3 separate regions of the Ovis aries genome follow, and regions 1 and 2 are each linked to region 3. Evidence: chromatin contacts called from public Hi-C data. All regions are on one chromosome and are shown on one strand. The core of a region is the stretch at or near the end of the contact, and the rest is flanking DNA. Distances in the headings are between cores, read along the strand shown. Region 1 holds the start of LEMD2 (LEM domain nuclear envelope protein 2). Region 2 holds the start of WDR46 (WD repeat domain 46). Region 3 holds the start of BAK1 (BCL2 antagonist/killer 1).

Region 1 (3,054 bases), core at 65-2,564, 190 kb after region 3:
CATTCACATCAGTTTAAACTCGAAAGGCTCTTGCACGCCTGTCTGAGGCAGGACTAGTATAATCCCCTCTTGACATACAGTGGGTCCCCCGGGCCAAAGAAGAGGATGTGGCCTTTTTGGTGCTGCAAAGCTGGGACCCCAATCAGAACCTATCTCTGAGTGGGTGACCTGGGCACACAGCATGTGAATGAGCAAGAAATCAAAAGGGAGGGCAGAACTTAAAAGGAGCGGGGGTGGGCCTTTAGAGGGTTGTGTTAGAGGGCTTTCTCTAGAGAGGGAAAAGTAAAAGTGACTACGGAGAGACAGCTTCCAGCACGTGCTGGAAAGGGAGGTTAAGTAAGGAGGGCTAGGGCCGAAAATAATAGGAGGGAGTGAAGACAGAAACGACTGCAGACGCAGGAATCCCACAGCTGGAGGAAGCAAAGTCTTCAGTCTGGGGGGAAGAAGGTGGCCTGAGGTATCTAACAGGCCCGGGACGTGCGGCCTGGCGCTGAGAGGCCCGGGGGTCGTTTCGGGGACACCCGCGCGCCCAGCGCCCTCCCCTGCGCCGGCCCGGGACGTACTGTTGTCCTCCGCCTCCTGCGGCGCCGAGGGCTTGCCCATCTTCACCCAGAGGATGCCCAGGAAGACGAGCAGCAGCCCCAGGCTGGCCCAGAGCAGGAGCCGGGACAGGCAGCGCTCCAGCCGCCGCCCCGCCTCGGGCCGGGCGCGCGCCGAGGCCGCCGGGCCGGCTCTCGTCGCCCGTAGGCCCGGGCGCGGGTCGGGGCCGAGGAGGGCGGAGGGCGGCCGCGCCGAGGCCGGAGACGCGGCCCACCAGCGCCGGAGCCCGGGGCTGGCGCCCGGCGCGGTCCTGCCGAACGGCCGGCCGTCCTCGTCCTCCTCGGAGCTGCCCCGGGCCGAGGCGCGGCGTCTGAGCGGCGCGGGGCGGGCGAGGCCGCGGCTCCCGGACCAGGAGGCCGCGGGGGCTCCGAAGTCGCCGTAGGCCCCGGGCGTCGCATAGGCCGGGCCCGAGGCCGCCGGGGAGAGCCAGGGCTCCGCCCGCGGGGAGGCCGCGGCGGGCCGGGCGCGCAGCGGCGCCTCCTCGCGCAGCCGGGCCTCCTCGCCCCGGGCCCGGGCCGCCTCCCGCGGCCGCTCCTCGCCGCGCAGCCGGGCCTCGCCGCGCAGGCGGCGCAGCTTGTTGCGGTAGACGTCCCGGGTGGTGTCGGTGATGGGGCCCGGCTGGAAGCCCAGGGCCTGCAGCTCCCGCCGCAGCTCCAAGTCCGACAGGCCAGCCATGGCCAGGACACCGCCCCCGGCGCGCGCCGCACCCGGAACTGCTCCCGCCCGCGGCCGCGGCGGAGCGGGCGGGGCTCCGCGCCATGACAGGAAGGTCAGTGGTGGCCGCCATATTGGGAGGTCTGTGACGATCGTCGTGTGGCCATGATGGTGAGGTCAGACTCGGCCTCCCAGGGCCACCATGTTGGGGAGGTCTGAGGGCGTTTTTGAAGGGTTTTATTTTTGGTTTCCTTTTCTCTTTCCCGTCTTGCTCACTCCTTCTGTGAGAGCAACAAACTCCATGACAGGCCCTCAGTTCAGTTCAGTTCAGTTCAGTTCAGTTCAGTTCAGTCGCTCAGTCGTGTCCGACTCTGCGACCTCTTGAATCGCAGCACGCCAGGCCTCCCTGTTCATCACCATCTCCCGGAGTTCACTCAGACTCACGTCCATCGAGTCCGTGATGCCATCCAGCCATCTCATCCTCTGTCGTCCCCTTCTCCTCCTGCCCCCAATCCCTCCCAGCATCAGAGTCTTTTCCAATGAATCTACTGTTCGCATGAGGAGGCCAAAGTACTGGAGCTTCAGCTTTAGCATCATTCCTTCCAAAGAAATCCCAGGGCTGATCTCCTTTGGAATGGACAGGTTGGATCTCCTTGCAGTCCAAGGGACTCTCAAGAGTCTTCTCCAACACCACAGTTCAAAAGCATCAATTCTTCAGCGCTCAGCCTTCTTCACAGTCCAACTCTCACATCTTACATGACCACAGGAAAAACCATAGCCTTGACTAGACGGACCTTAGTCGGCAAAGTAATGTCTCTGCTTTTGAATATACTATCTAGGTTGGTCATAACTTTTCTTCCAAGGAGTAAGCGTCTTTTAATTTCATGGCTGCAGTCACCATCTGCAGTGATTCTGGAGCCCCCCAAAATAAAGTCTGACACTGTTTCCACTGTTTCCCCATCTATTTCCCATGAAGTGATGGGACCCGATGCCATGATCTTCGTTTTCTGAATGTTGAGCTTTAGGCCAACTTTTTCCCTCTCTTCTTTCACTTTCATCAAGAGGCTTTTTAGCTACAGGACCAAAAAGGCCGCAGTTCCGATTTCCTCAAAAAGATAAGTTTCAGTTACCACGAAATTACCTCAGCACACAAGAGCCAATCAACTGCCAGCCCGGGAAAATCAAATCAAGCCCGGGAAATGAAAGCCAATCAAACCCGTGGCAAGCCTGGGAAAAGAGAACCAATCAGGACCCGTGGCCAGCCCCCGGGAAATGAGAGCCGATCAGAACTCAACACCTAACGCCTCACCAGATAAAACCTCAATAAAACCCTTCACCTCATCAGACCCAGAGACTCCCGTTTTTCGAATTTTGCGAGTGAGAATACTCTTGATAAGCAATGTAACCCAGAGTTCAGGGCTCCTTCCTGTGGCCACTGCGTCGGTGTCGGTGGGAGCCCCAGCTCGAGCTTGGTAATAAAACTCTTTTGCTTTTGCATCAGATACCGGCTCCCTGGTGGTCATTGGGAGATTTCCGACTTGGGCATAACACTTCTCCCTGTAAGACCAAGTGTTCTTTCTCTCTGAATCCTCCACCCTTTGGTTGGGTGGAGGCATGGTGGTGGTAGTTTAGTAGCTAAGTCGTGTCCAACTCTTGCAACCCCATGGACTGTAGCTTCCCAGGCTCCTCTGCTAAGTCGCTTCAGTCGTGTCCGACTCTGTGCGACCCCATAGACAGCAGCCCACCAGGCTCCCCCGTCCCTGGGATTCTCCAGGCAAGAACACTGGAGTGGGTTGCCAT
Region 2 (3,281 bases), core at 199-2,698, 250 kb before region 3:
GTGCCCGGACTCAAGGGTCTGTCCCACGCCAGCTTCTCCTCTCCAGGTGAGAGGAGAGATGTTACCATACACGCTTAGCACACATGCAAGCAAATAACAAGACCCTCCCCACGTCAACAACCCATATGTACACTGCCATGGCTGAGATGGGCTAGGCTAAAGTCACTGGAATTCAACCTTACCTCCCAGTTCTAGAGTAATTTAGCCTGTAGGGTCCAAACTGCCTCAAGTTCAAGTCAAAATGCTGGAAAAAGGGATAGTGAAAAAAAGAAAAGGAAAAGGAGAGTTGGTTCCTTTCAGGACTCTTCTCTCCTAGTCCCCACTCCCGTCTTACTCTGCACCATCAGCCAACCCACTGGCCCCTTTTCCATTCTCAGACTCACTTTGGCTGCACTCGCAATGTCCACAGCCTCCACGATGTCAGCCTGGCGAATCTTTGCCGTGTCCTCCCCATCCTCTCCTTCCAGAAACCTGCAAGTGAGCGTGAGAGTTGCATTAAAGCTTCCTAATAAGAAGTGGGTATCCCAGCATCACAATCAGAAATTAGAGCCCCATAAATCAGGGATTGGGGAGGCCCACATCAGGGTCCACTCACCCAGGTTCTTCAGCAAGCAGAAGCTCAGATCGAGCAGCTCTGACACTTGTTTCCTCTTCTTGTGCTTCAGCCACCGCAAGTCGGCTTCGTGTCTTGGTCTTCGCATGTGGTAGCTAAAACAGCGGTGAGAGATGAAGTGAGAGAAGGACCAAGGGATGCGGGGGTCACAGGAGAGCCCCGCCTCCATTCAACTCACCCAGACACTCCCTCCTGCAACCGCTCCCCACTCTCCGACTAGCCCTCACCTCCTTGGATTTGTCAATGCGACAGTACTTCCGAACCACCTCCACACTGACAGGGGCGGGGCCTGCAAATGGGTCCTGGGCCTGCGGCAGGGAGGAGGCAATTAAGAAACAGGCTCGAGCTGACCCCAACCCCCCGACCCTGAAAGCACAAGGCGACTTGCCTCGGCACCCCGGGAGGTCCCAGGCTCACCCCAGAAAAGGTCCGCTGAGGCCCCGGACTCTTCAGTTCTCGGGGTTTCTTGGAGATCCGAAACTTCTTTGAGGTGTCATTTCTCTTTGGCTTCTGGGGGCGGAGCTCTCGACTCCTCTTCCGTTTATGAGGGGGACCTGGAGAAGCTCCGGCCGCAGTCCCAGTGGTCTCTTGCTCCCAGTATCGCCGCGGTTTCTACCAACAGAGCAGGATCCCTCGTATTCCGCTGCCCTTCGCCCCGCCCCTCGAACCCCGCAAATAAAAACTTCCTTTCCACCCCAAGGAGATCCCTACCTTCTTCTTGGCTTGCAGTCTGTCCTTCTTGGGTGGAACATTACTGCCCGGCTTGGGGACTGTCTCCATCTAGCCCACTCGAACCACGATCCACGTGCAAACTCCTCTCCACAGTCCCACAGTGTGATGGAAAACTCCCGGAAGTCCTCCGAGACTCATCCAATCAGCGCCGTTCCAGGTCTGAAGCCTCCTAGGCGCCATCTTTAATGAGGGCGCGCTCCCCACTGAGGGGCGGGACCAAGGCCCCCAGTGCGGCAACTTATGCCCAAGTGATGAAAGACGGGCAGTCCGAGGCCAAGACCCAAGCAACCCTGCAGTTTCTTTTCCCATCTCGGTTTCTCCATCTTGCCTTAAATCCTTCCGCTTCTGGTCTTTTTAGCAGAACGCCACACATTGACCATATTAGAACTACATTTCCCGGCGTGCGCCGGCTCACAGCTTCCGGTGCCGTCTTTCCCCAGCATTCTCTATTTACTTCCGGGTTCACCAATACTGAAGTGAGAGCGTGAGTAGGGGAGCGGTTCGGCTGAGGAGTTCGGGGTACTGCCACTCCCTGAGGCTGGGGGTGAGTCGATATCCCGGACCAGGAGAGACTGCAGTGGGTGGCCCGAGGGGCTGCCTCTCAAGAGGGCTGTCACCTCCGCAGGCCAGAAAGGGGAGCCCGGGTACCTTCCAGAGCGTGAGACCCAGCGCCCCTCTCCCGCTGCCCGCAGGCTTTCGTCCCCGCCATGGCTGAGCTAATCCAGAAGAAGCTGCAGGGGGAAGTGGAGAAATATCAACAGCTGCAGAAGGGTAAGGGAGCAGGGTAGGGGTGACCTCGCGGCAATTCACTCACAACCTGTCTATACCCGAATAATGTATTCTGTCCCACCTCTGGCCCCAGCCTGCGGCTCCTTCCCCTTCTCTGTAGTCTTCCCATTCCCTGTCCCGCCTGCTCATCCTTGCCTGCTTCCTCAGCTCCGCCTTCTTACCAGGACTGTGGTGGTCGGGTGGCACATGAGATGTCTCTAAACAAACCTTTTCATCCGGCAGACTTGAGTAAATCCATGTCAGGGAGGCAGAAACTAGAGGCACAACTAACAGAAAATAATATCGTGAAGGAGGTGAGAGACTGAGATTTGTGGGGCGAGGGGGGACCTGTCTTGGAAGTGATTCTGATGTTTTTCCCACTCCTCCACCAGGAACTGGCCCTGCTGGATGGGTCCAACGTGGTGTTTAAACTTCTGGGGCCCGTGTTGGTCAAACAGGAGCTGGGGGAAGCTCGGGCCACAGTGGGGAAAAGGCTGGACTACATCACAGCTGAGATGTGAGTCTTCCTTCCACCCCACTGTGTTATACTTGATCCGTTGGGAATAAAGGTGCTGAGAAACCTTTCTAGAGTCATTCTCCAGAGCAGCCCCCATTTGAGCAGGTTCTTCAACTCCTTCCTGTGTCCTTCAACTCCTTCCCTTTTCTTCATACTCCCCTTAGAGCTCAAGTTTCTGACCAATCTTGTCTTCAGCACCCTCAAGAGTAAGTCTCACTAATTTCTCATTTGCTTTTTTGCCCTTCCTCAGTAAGCGGTATGAATCCCAGCTCCGAGACCTAGAGCAGCAGTCAGAACAACAGAGGGAGACCCTGGCTCAGCTGCAGCAGGAGTTTCAGAGGGCGCAGGCGGCAAAGGCAGGGGCTCCTGGGAAAGCCTGACCCTGTCCTGGGGGGGTGGGCGGGGGGAGGAATGCGGCAGCTCTAGGGTCTATACTGTAGCTAATAAAATGTGAAAATACCTGGCGTGTTCTGACCAGCCACTTCTGTTGTAACTGTCTCCATCCTTTCCTCTGGTCCCTTCTCCCTCACCCCTATATCACCTGCATTACTCTCTTAGATCCAAATTTGTGCACTGAAATTTGTGTGTGGCAGAGTAACCCTTCTTTCTTGAGACTAAACTCCGAAATGTCTCAAACCTAATCCTTGCCTG
Region 3 (2,936 bases), core at 175-2,674:
CAGGGTGACTGAATTTCCACACGCGTCCGTGCTCTCCTCAGCGCTCCTGTCAGGCTTGCTTCCCGGTTGCCGGCGGCGGCCTCTGCCCTTGCCCCACCTGCCTAGCAGGCGGCTGAGGAAACCACGTGCCCCCCTCGCCCTCCTGTCTCCGGCCCGTTTTCTTCCTTTGCTGGGTTCTGGCCACAACCCCCGGCAGCTCAGTGAGCCCTGGGCAGAGTGAGTATTTCCTGGACGTAAGCTGTTTCACTTTCAGTTTGCACCCTCCTCATTTCCCCGCACCCCAAAGCTGCCTCCATCACCCAGGCGGAAGCCCCTCTCCTCCCCCTCGGGAGGGCCCAGCCTGGGCCCCAACACACGCCCGGAGGGCCTGTGTTCCGCCTCCTTCCTGGGAGGGCCTGTATACCCCACCTCTCCCAGGCCTGGGGCCATTTTCCAAAGGGCCTCAGGAGAAGGGTGGGGAGGGCCCACCTGTGCGCCCCACCCCTTCCCTGTCGAGGGGGCAGGGACAGGGAGAAGGGACTCGCCCCTCCTGCAGCCCGCGGTCCCCCGCCTGCTTAAGACAGACCTTAGCCTGGCACCCGGCATCCTAGAAGCTGCTTCCCAAACAAGGCGCCTTTCTCCCTCCCTTGGTACCCAAACGCGGTGCCCCCCAGGACATCAGGGCTGAAGGATGCTAACTGCACCTCGACTCCCTCTCCCACTACCCCTGGGGCTCACGGCTGGGGATGAGGTGGAGCCTTGGAACCCGCCCCAGAGCCAGAGGCCTGAGCTGACCTGGGACTTCCTCTGCCCCCATCCAAGTGGCCTGACTTCCTGGTGGGGAGAGTCCGCTGTGCCCACCTTTTGGGTTTGCCAGGCCCAGGATGCTGCTGGAGTTGGGGGGGGGGAGGGGGCAGATCCTGACCTGGTCTTAGGACTCCTGGGGCAGCAGGAAGCACTGTGAACGGTCTCCTGCTGCCCTTGACCTTGACTCTGACCTCCACTCCCATCCCCCAGACTGCTAAAGGACCTGGCTCTTTGGCACGCGATTCTCGGGTAGCCAGGGCCAGGGCAAGAGGGGACGCCGCCTCAGGGGCAGCCCAAGGGAGCCCTGGCTGGATCTGGATCGGCCCACCGTCGAGGGTTGGTGGAGCCGCCCAGGCAAGCTTCGCAGTGGCGTCCCCCTCCCCAGCGGGCTCCCCAGGGGCTCCCTGCCTCACCCTGGGCCTGGGGCTGCCCAGGGAGGGGGGCATGGGCAAGACTCTCCCGGCTTACCTCCCCGGACCCTGGCCCAGGCCCGAGATGGCCCAGCGGGGCGGAGGCCAGAGATCCTGAGGGGTCAGGGGCTGTTCCCAGGGTTGTGTCCCCACGCCTGGCTTCCAGGAAGGGGAGTCAGTGGATCCCTGATGTCTGGAGTGCAGCCTCTGCCGGTCCCAGGGCGGCTCTGGGGGACCCACGGGGCTGCGGCGATCATAGAGGCGCCGGCGGCTCCCGGCTCCCATCAGCTCCCTCTAGAGGAAGTCGCTCGGTGGCCGCCGGATGCGAAGCCGCAGCCCGTGGCCTGAGGCGGGTCTGGGCTCTGCAAGAGAAAGTGGCTTCCCTCCTCCTCCCCCACGGCTTTTCCCCCACCCTGGTTCCCAGCCCTAATTCTTGATCTGTCCCCTGCTCCCTTCCATCAGTGCCAGCAAAACAGCCAGGATGGGGCGGTTCCTTGAGCCCCACTCTGTGCCAGGCACTTTAAAAGCCCTTTGGATGGACTTCCTTGGTGGTCCAGTGGCTAAGACTCTGTCCTCCCAACACAGGGAGGTCTGGGTTCGATCCCTGGTCAGGGAACTAGAGCCCACACGTAGCGACTAAGAGTTCGCTTGCTGCAGCTCAGACACAGTGCAGATAAATAAAAAACATTTAAAACTAAGCGCACTTTGGAACAACCCTGGGAAGCTGGTGCAGTGGGTCACACCCATCTTTCAGGGGATCAGACTGAGACTCGGCTGGTTTAAGGAGCCTCTCCCAAGGTCACTGAGATGGGTTTATAATCAGGTCTCCAGGAATAAGACTAAACTGAGATTCAGCGTGCACACCAGGCACCTACCTTGGTGGTTTCCACAGAGGAAATGTGACGTCCCCCTGAATCTGCCGGGCAGGTACGCAGAAAGGGGGGCACAGTGGGCCCGTGCCAGCTGGATGCTGAGAAGGGAGGGAAGGGGGAGGGCAGCTGCTGGGGAATGAGTGCTTCCCAAGGACAGAAGCGGCTGCAGGGGAAGGACAGGCAGCGAGGAGAGAGCCCTGGGCCACCACCCCATCCTCAGAGCTGGGGTTCCTCTGGACTCCTCTGCCTGCCCCCCCACTGTCTCCTGGGGCCTCCCCAAACCCTCAAGCCCTCCCACCCCAGCTGGCTCCCTAGGCCTTGTCAAACCCCTGCCCTCTCTGCACCCAGCAAATCCCCCCTCCCCCCCTTCTGCCTTCTAGAACTCCTGGAAGTTTCCAACTGGAGGTTTTCAATTTGAAAACCTCCTTCTGTTCTTAAGCAGTTGGTCCTGCGGTGGCTGCTGCGGCCCCTCCCTCTGAGTCAGGGACCCTCTCGGGATGGAGGCCGCTGCTTCAAGCCCTCGGCCCCGAATTTTGGGCCGCTCCCCCATGTTCTGCTTTTCCTGGAGCTTGGTAGGCAGCAAGTGCGGCCGGGAGAGCTCAGGCCAGGCCTTGCGGAGGGGCTGGTCGTGGCCCCTGGGGGGGCAGGACGCCGTCCCCGTGATGCCCGACCGTCAGGGACAAGCTGGGAGGAGGGAGTCCAGGCCTCCCGCCACGCTGCCCTTCGCCCGCCCTGGGGCCCTGCCGCGGCCCAGCCCCTCGGGGCTGGAGATGGGGGACCCGGGGGCCCAGACCTGCCCCCCCGCGGAGGTCATGGCTCAGGGCGTAGAGGTGAAGCCAGTCCTGCCCAGAGGAAGCCAGGAGGTGCT

What was found. Hi-C and Micro-C count contacts between places; a contact is called where the count stands out from the background.
Region 1: a contact with region 3 is called in a Hi-C map of muscle, with 4 times the contacts expected there. The contact joins the promoter of LEMD2 here to the promoter of BAK1 in region 3. A contact is called at or near these places in 3 of 16 Hi-C or Micro-C datasets (hypothalamus, liver and muscle).
Region 2: a Hi-C map of liver shows a contact between it and region 3, with 10 times the contacts expected there. The contact joins the promoter of WDR46 here to the promoter of BAK1 in region 3. A contact is called at or near these places in 2 of 16 Hi-C or Micro-C datasets (blood and liver).

What each region holds. Positions count from the first base shown.
Region 1 is chr20:8,057,780-8,060,833 of ARS-UI_Ramb_v3.0, forward strand. LEMD2 (LEM domain nuclear envelope protein 2) reads right to left here and starts at 1,315. Exons shown (of 9, transcript XM_012100506.5): 1 at 564-1,315. The coding sequence starts at 1,275.
Region 2 is chr20:7,614,966-7,618,246 of ARS-UI_Ramb_v3.0, forward strand. WDR46 (WD repeat domain 46) reads right to left here and starts at 1,449. Exons shown (of 15, transcript XM_027958657.3): 1 at 1,325-1,449; 2 at 1,031-1,225; 3 at 841-921; 4 at 596-708; 5 at 384-471; 6 at 183-244. The coding sequence starts at 1,393. It overlaps PFDN6 (prefoldin subunit 6), which reads left to right and starts at 1,798. Exons shown (of 5, transcript XM_042236906.2): 1 at 1,798-1,829; 2 at 1,971-2,116; 3 at 2,357-2,427; 4 at 2,506-2,630; 5 at 2,881-3,090. The coding sequence starts at 2,053. The coding sequence ends at 3,010.
Region 3 is chr20:7,863,983-7,866,918 of ARS-UI_Ramb_v3.0, forward strand. BAK1 (BCL2 antagonist/killer 1) reads right to left here and starts at 1,425. Exons shown (of 6, transcript XM_027958440.3): 1 at 1,255-1,425. It overlaps LOC114109606 (gametogenetin-binding protein 1-like), which reads left to right and starts at 123. Exons shown (of 8, transcript XM_042236933.1): 1 at 123-216; 2 at 2,020-2,936. The coding sequence starts at 2,566.